2 separate regions of the Mustela erminea genome follow, and region 2 is linked to region 1. Evidence: chromatin contacts called from public Hi-C data. All regions are on one chromosome and are shown on one strand. Each heading gives the region's core, a stretch centred on a gene start, on an enhancer-like site or on the middle of the called end of the contact. The rest is flanking DNA. Distances are from core to core; before and after follow the strand shown. Region 1 holds the start of CAB39 (calcium-binding protein 39). Region 2 overlaps CAB39 (calcium-binding protein 39).

The links. A called contact is a pair of places that touch in the nucleus more often than the background predicts.
Region 2: a Hi-C map of spleen shows a contact between it and region 1, with 2.8 times the contacts expected there. The contact joins the enhancer-like site here to the promoter of CAB39 in region 1.

Annotation. Positions count from the first base shown.
Region 1 is chr8:38,358,446-38,362,573 of mMusErm1.Pri, forward strand. CAB39 (calcium-binding protein 39) reads left to right here and starts at 1,720. Exons shown (of 9, transcript XM_032355124.1): 1 at 1,720-1,821.
Region 2 is chr8:38,424,715-38,428,842 of mMusErm1.Pri, forward strand. It overlaps CAB39 (calcium-binding protein 39), which reads left to right. Exons shown (of 9, transcript XM_032355124.1): 4 at 782-900. Among named protein-coding and RNA genes, the nearest start is that of ITM2C, 50 kb to the right of the region's middle. Within about 2 kb of position 1,742, the one cell type or tissue checked has open chromatin away from gene starts, as enhancers often do.

The DNA.
Region 1 (4,128 bases), core at 470-2,969:
ATATGGCCCCAGATGTATTGAGTTGCTCCCTTCCTGTCTGCTTGTTTAAATCTTCATTTCACCAACTGTATCTTCCAATTGCTTGAAAAGCCAAAAACCAAAAAAGTTTGGAAATCAGCAAGAATCTGTAAACTCTACCTTTTCAATGTGTCTAAAACTTGACCACTTCTTTCCTCTTCCACCGTTACCACCCAGGGCTGAGCCTGTCTTCTCTTGACGGGATTATTTCAAAGACCTTCTAACCAGTCTTTTGGCTGAAACCCACAGGCCCTTCAGGCTGGTCTTTACAGCCTTTTGAAGGCTCAGACCAGGGCCTTTCTCTGCTTGAAACCGTCCAAATAGCTTCCCATCTCATGCAGAGTGAAAACCAAAGTTCCTCACTTTGTTCTGTTTGGTTCCCCCTTCTCTCCTCCTATTTTCCCCTCTCCCCAACCTCAGTGCGCTTGCCTCGTTGGGCTTCCTGGTGTCCCATCTCAGGGCCTTCATCCTTGCTGTTCCCTCTGCCTTTCCATACAGAAAGCTCACAACCTGCTTTCTTCGTAGCTGCTCCCTGGAGGAGCGCTGTAAATAACAGTGGCTTCCCTTCTCTTCCCTCCTTAGTCCGTGTTGTTTGTCTCCATAGCACCAGAAACCACCCAATGTCCTATATGTGTTGGCTTATTTATTGGCACGTCTCAGGAGCGGGGGCTGCTTTGTTCACTGTCCTGCCGCCTAGAATAGTGGCACACAGTAGATGCTCGAAAATACCCGGTTCAATTACAAATTAAACCAAAGCAACAGAGGGAAACAAAAATATGTATGCATGGCATTTCTACGTAGCGGACTCTGCTGCCAGAGCTTTGCGATGCATTATCTAGTTCATCCTCATAAGCCTATCGTCCTGTATTGCTATATGTTATGTGTGTGTGTGTGTGTGTGTGTGTGTGTAAAGAAACCCCGGCACAAGGACATGAAATAATCCATTGGAGACCATATCGTGGAGCTGGAGTTTAAATCCAGACTGTTGAGTCCTATTAATCTGGATCATTCCATCACTTTCTGCACTCTGGCCCAGAGGATACTACCTGAGAGTTATCTGTCCCTCGCAAGTATGAAAAACTCTGTCTCCACAAAGTGGGCCCCTGGCATTTAGAAAAAATAAAGCTTTGTTAACGGTTGAGGAAGTGGTCGTAGAAGGCGGACATAGGATTCTTCCAGGAAGAGTGCTGAGAAAGGCTGAGCACCAACACTGAAGCGGCAGGTGAAAGAACCCCCCCCCCCCCCCCCCCCCCCCCCCCCCCACACACATACCTTCCCGTGTGCTCTGGCTGCTGCTTTTTCTCTGGGTCCCCTCCCGCTTCGGCCTACGCGCGGACTCCGCTGTCGCGAGTCCGCCCAGCCGCTGGGGCGCGCCCGAGGCCGCAGGGGGCGTTGCGGCACCGCCCGACGTCGCGCCCTCCGCGGCTGCGCAGTGCGTACGTCAAAGCCGGGCTCGGGCCGGGAGCGGGGAGCGGCGAGGCCTGGGAGAGACTGATTCTCCAGCAGCCGGCGAAGGCGAAGGCGGCGCCAGGTCCCGCAGCAGCAGCCGCAGCCGCAGCCCAAGCGAGTGAGCGCAGCAGTGCAGCGGCCGCCGCGGGAGCCCCTGGGCCACCGTCCGCCCGCGCAGCCACCGCCGCCGCCGCGGGAGCCGGTCGCCGGGAGCAGGAACAGGCGGAAGACAACGGAGGGGCCGAGCGCCCGAGCCGCGCCGCGGGGACCCAGCGAGCAGCCCGAGGCGGCGGCGGCCGAGGACGGGGACGGCGACGACGCGGAGGCGGAGAGGGAGCCGCCCGGCCCAGCCCGGTGAGTGACCCCCAGCCCGGCCCTGCTCGCGGCGCAGACGCCCGCCCGGCTTCCGCCTGCCCCGGCCCGTCACCGGCCCCCGGGCTGCCTCCATTTTCTCCGGTGGCGGAGGCGGCGGGCCCCTGTGGCCCGCCCTCCCTGCTCGGCTCGGCTCGGCTCGGCCCGGGCCGGGCCCCTTGCGGAGCCTTCCCTCCTAGTCCCCGCCGGCGCGGCGCCCAGCGGCCTGTGGCCGGGGCTCTGGGCGCCCGGTGCTCCCCTGCCACTCCTCGCGGTTCTCTGGCAGGGCTGGCGATTGGGGGCGTCCGCGGCCGGAGTCGGGTGAGCAGGGAGGTGCGGGTCGGGCCAGCTGTCACTCCCATCGCACACGGCTCTGGCCGCCTCACTCCTGGCCCCTGGTGAACTTCCTGCTGTGGGGAGGCAGGCAGCATCTTTTGTGATCTTCATTTGAGGAAAATGCCTAACTGACTTCTGGTTAGGAATTGTGCGGCCGGAGCGTTCCCGAGTTCGGTTGAACCAAGCCGAGCGCTGCACTGCGTGCGGGCACTGTGGTCGGTCCGCGCCAGAGGGATTCGAAGGGGAACCGGGGCCCAAGGTCCCCTCCCTCGAGGAGCTTACGCTCTGGTGTGGGAGATAAGACCAGTACGCAAATAACCTCGATACCAGGAAAGAGGGGATAAGTCCTGTGAAAGAACTACAAAGTGCTAGAAAGACACCCGGGGATGACCGTACCGATGGATCACTTCCGCCTAGCAGAGATCTGGAAGGCTTCCTGGGCGAGGCGGTACCAAGCTGGGTCTTGAAGGCTCGGTGGGGTTTGGGAGACGACGGATGGGGAAGAGACGGTATGAGGAGAGACAGCAAACTAGAGGAAAAAGATAAAAAGGCATAGTCTAGAAATAGTGGATAATTCAGTTGTCTCTGGCCATGTTGGGGAGTTAAGGGTAGGCTACAGAGGTATTGGGGGCCAGACCCTTGAATATTGTAGAGAAGCTATTTGAGTGGCATTCTAAGGTAAACTTAGAGCTCATTACTCAGTGACTCATGAGCCCGGAAATGTAAGCTAGGAGATATTAAGGCCGTCCTGTGAAAGAAAGAGGAGGCCCAGTGAAGGGTTGACGTTCTGTGCCTTGAATATAATGCAGTTTGAGATCGATTTTGACAGCTACAAATAAATTCATGTCCAGGCTAAGCAAAGTACCTTTTGCAAAAAGCTTCATTTAGGTATCATGCTCTTAAGAGGTAATGGAAAGATGCGTGTAAAATAAGCTCTTTGCACATAAGGCAATTCTCTTGGTGCGGTTCACTAAAATGCATCAAAACTTCTCCCACAGTGTATTAGCTGGCTGCACTTTGGAATTACTGAGTTGATCATAACTTCTTCGAAATGGCATTTTGTAAAGCAGTCTAAATTGATGATTTTTAAAAATCAGATTGTTAACTAGCATTCTGGAATGGCAAGTTGGATAGAAACTTTTTAAAGAAGGGTAAACGTTTCTTTATTTTCAGTTACATAAATATGGGAGAGTGAGAAGTGAAAATCTAGCTTGATTTTGTACATTTTTCCCCAGTTACTAGCAGATAATTAGCTTTACTCAAAGTCTAGAATATATGACTTGTGGAAGCAGCTCAGAACCCATGTTAGTTTCATAAACACTTGTTTGTTGTTTGTTTATATGATCAGTGAATGTCAACTTTTTTCAGTTAAAAAAGCTTATAAAGTGCAAGAGGTACTGGAAAATTTTTAAAAATTATCTTCTGTAATCTTACCACTTAGATTTGGTTTTGCATATTTCCTTTTCAGTTTTCTTATGCTTATTTTTTCCTTGCGTGATGAAAAAAACTGCATATATATATATATATATGTACAAATTTTATTCAAGTTTTTTGTCATTAAGTATCTTTACGTAAAATATTTTTACCCAAGTAAGGGAATTCCTTAAGTGTATTCCTTTTTTCTGACAAGGTTGCATTTATCTCAGATAACATGCAGTAGTCATGCTTAATAACTGCTCCTGTGGGCTGAACTTTTTTTTAAAGGTGTATTTATTTGTTTTTTTATTTGAGAGAGAGAGAGTGAGAGAGAGCATGAGAGGGGAGAAGGTCAAAGGGAGAAGCAGATTCCCGGCGGGGAGCTGGGAGGCTGATGCAGGACTTGATCCAGGGGTTCCAGGATCACGACCTGAGCCTAAGGCTCAGCTTAATCACTGAGCCACCCAGGCACCTTGGCCAAACTGTTTCTAAAGGTGCCTTGTTTGAAGTATATTTATTATTTGTAGGATTTAGATCCTATTGCTGATTGAAGAGAGG
Region 2 (4,128 bases), core at 492-2,991, 66 kb after region 1:
CTGGCTCTGGAAAGGTCTCATTTCACTTACTCTCCTGCAGGCTTGTCAGCCTCGCACCAGGTGGCCATTCTGGAAAATCTCAGGGGTTTGTTTTCGTGTGTTAATTTCTTGTGCAGTTTTCTGATTATAAAGTTCACTGTATAGCAGTAAAGTCCTTCTATTTTGTTTGGTACAGGATGATTGTATAGTTCTGATCTCTGAATTTCTGTATCTTGTGGTACTTAGAGCCTTCATTATTAATCTACATAAAAATCTCTCTGAAGTAGGCCTCGTTTAATAGGGGTATATGTCTACTTGCCATGAAAGCTCAGCTGTTTACAGGATTCTTTCAGTTTTATTATACTAGCAGAAGGCAGCTTCTCTTCCTTCTATCACTGTAAAAGGAAATTATATGTATTGTTTACAACAGGAGCATTTTATTTGAGGCTGCTTGTTCCATATGGGTGGGAATCAGATACCTGAACACTGTAAGCATATAGCAGGGTTTTATTTTTCATATGTGAGTCCATATGATCCGAAGGGCTAGAAATGGTTGAAATTATATGCAGTAAGATTTCACTTTGTGAACATAAATTGCTCATGTTAAAAACAGTGTACTACTAAAACATAGAATTTGGAATTGTAAATAAATATGAAAATTTAATACCTGTGAACATTTTAAAGTCAGATATTCAGTCATACTTACAAATATGCAATGCATTAATTTGAGTTTACTTGGGAGGGTGGATGGGCTCTTTGGCGGTTAGTCGGGTAAACATTTTAATGATTGTATTCCTAATAGGGCAAAAAAGACGTGGCTCAAATTTTCAACAATATTCTCAGAAGACAAATTGGTACAAGAACTCCTACTGTTGAATACATCTGCACTCAACAGAATATTTTGTTCATGTTATTGAAAGGGTATGTACAACGTAACAAAATTTATATTCTCAGTTGAAAAATAAAAAGGAAAGATGGTCTTGGGCAAAGACAAGATGGTAAATGTGGGAAAGTATTTTCTCTGTAGTTCAATCAGTTCATTTTTCCATACATCTTAACACATTTCCCTCCTTAAAATTCAGCCAATGAGCTAAACTCCCATATGGGAGTTAAAAGGTAGGTGAATCATGAGCCCTTAAATTCTCAAATCCTATACAACTGAAGGAAAAAGTCTCTGTGGTCTTGCCTCTAGTCCTTAGATTTTAAAAGGTTTTCTGAACTATCAGTTAAATGATGTGTTTCAAGACGTCGTCTTTGGACAGACCTGCACACTGTGAGGGAGTAGAAGCTGCCTGGGAAGTAGAGCTCAGGTGCTATATAGCTTATCTGTGTTGTGTCAACAAAGGACATGTTTATGAAGTCTGCCCTTTGCGTTTTACCTGTGTGTGTCCACTCACTAACCCACTTACTTGGTAACTCACCTTCATCTTCCTGGAATGAATGACTGGGCTGATAAGCAGGCATTTATGGTAGTATATTACTATCAGCAAACAAACAAAAGCCAAAAAAGCCTGAAAACTTCAACAAAACAAAAGAAAACAAATCCTCTTCTCCCTCAGGAGTGAGCCTCCCTGATTGGCAAGGTCACCCCCTGTCGTTTTGCACAAGGGTTGTTTGCCAGCTCTGGGTCTGTTGTGCATCTGTTTGTCCCAGCATTGGTGCTGTTCTATTAAATTGGCAGACAAGCGTTTTACTGGCATCACTGTTGGCGTGAATCAGCTTGCTCTCCTACCCCTCGCTTTATAGCTTGCCTCCCTCTGATTCATATCTCTGTGGTTTAACACTTCCCCCAAGTTCAGACTTGTTTAGACAGAGCGTGAGTCAGTGCATGTGTTTGATGCCAGCATTCTATTTCCTTCTTTCTATTTCTAAATATCTATGTTGCTTCTTCAGATGTTGCCATACAAAACTTTTGGCATCTAATTTTTTGTTGTTACCAATCCAGAGTTGCGTGTGTAAACATGTAGTGAGTAGTTTGAAAATTTGGTGTTCTTAGAGCACCTTCCAGATGCCTCTGTGTATTTTTAAACCGAGTATTTACTTTCCATAGAAAGCAGTGGTTATTAAAATCTGTAAATTAGTTTGCCTATATTTTCACTTGAAAGTAGCCAGAGGTATGATATAAATATTGTTAAACATCATGTAAAGTGAGAATTTTAAGGTACAATTTAAAGAAGAATTGAAAGCTCTCATGTGAGTGGGCCAGAGCAGAAAACTCAGTGAGGGGGGAGAAGCTTAGAAAATGCAGCTGGTATTGGACTCCCCTTTTTAGCCTTTAGAGCAGAAGATGTGTAGAAAACTGGAGGGAAGAAAATAACCAGCCTTTTCCTACCCCTTCCCCAGCTCTGCCTGTCACTAACCTCCTGTCACTCTTACGTGTAACCCTTGCCGCCTCCTCTCCCTCCTTACACACATCCCTAGGATTTTAGACATAAACGTCCGAGGATTTGTTTTTTTACCATAGTCGTGATACCACATACAAACCCAATGTTATCTTATACTCAGTGTTCAGATGTCCTGGATTTTCACCCACAAAGCGCCATTTTTCAGTTAGTTTATTTAAATCCAGTTCCAAGCAAGGTCCTCAAACCGAATTTGGTTCATATGACTCTTATGCCTTCTCCTTCCTTTCTTTCTTTCTTTCTTTCTTTCTTTCTTTCTTTCTTTCTTTCTTTCTTTTTTTAAAACCATTTACCTGTTGAAGCAACTGGGTCATTTGTTCTATAGAAAAATGACATATTTTGGATTTTGCATCCCTGTGGTTTCATTTAGTGTGTTTCTTTGTCCTCTGTTCTTTTAAATTGGTGAACTAGTCATTATGAACTCAAGTCTGGGGGTAGGGGGAGTTTCCATATATTTGATGTGTTTCAGTCCATTGCAGTCATTATGTCCAGATTTTTATATCCACATTGTGTCATCATTGGGCCATTGGGAAGCTCCTTCAAGTTGGTACTCATGTCCTTTTGGCAAGACCCTGTTAGTCTTTGACTGCTTCATGCTTTCTGGCACAAGATGTCCCTTGCTCATTTTGTACGGGTTCCTGCCCCAGACGTGGAAACAGCCATTTCCTCAAGGAACCTTCAAGCTCCTGTTTTAAGATTTCTGTACCTTAGTTCCTGAGTTGAGACAGTTTGCATGCAACATGACCATCTGCATAGGCTGGAAGTACTTTGTTGTTAGACATCAGGGAGAGACTTCTGCTGCTGGTGTCCATGTGTGCTTGAATGTAATCTTGTTGCTAGTGTTCAAAGGCATCTGGAGGCAGTAGTTTTTCCTCTGGTGACTTGATGTTGATGTGTTTTCCTCCCTAGTGCTAACAGGCTGTGCAGCGTAACTGTCTGCCCTGTACTCAATGGTTTATGGCTTAATCATTTAAGACAAGCTTGACAAACCACCATCAAAACCTGCCCAACTTGTTGTACCAAACTGTCTTACTCTTGTCTTTCTAGTCTCCTGATTATTAAATTAAGGTCGGTGAAGGTGAATTGTACAATCAACCATTTTGTGAGCAGACATTTTCAGGACCAAAGCACTGGTCAGCATTCTAGTTGCTGGACCACACGTGATACAGAAGAGTCATTTGGAGCTTCTTGAAGTTCTGTGATGAACCTGTGTACGACAGAGGGATACCAGTGCTAGAGAATGAGTGGTATTGTAGGATTTCAGGGGAGGAAGTGTTTAGTCAGTGAGGCACAAGGGTTGGTAAAAGGGGTGAGATTAATGATTGGAGTTCCAAAGGTTTGGAATTTGCATAGTTAGGAAAAAGGAGATTAGGTCCAGGGATAGGAATGAACATAGTGATGGGCAGCAATAAGGAAATAGGAGTGAGTGCTTGATGGCAGAGTGAGAGAGGACATTGTACGGTAGGAACAGATCTCATGAGGGGAAGCCTGGGCATTAAGCCCAGAAATTTGTCTTTGATTAGCAAGTAGAAATCATTTGGAACTCCTGAACTGGAAATGCTATTGATACCCTAGTGTATTGGGTAAATGGGTTAGACACAGCTTAAACAAAGATACTGGTCAGGGAGCTCCTGCCTTTCTCTAGGGGAGAGTTAGTGCAACAGTGGGGATGGATGAAAAGAAATGAAACTAAAATAATTCAGAGAAGTCTCATTAAAAAGGATGGGTCGTGGCAACACCAAAGATG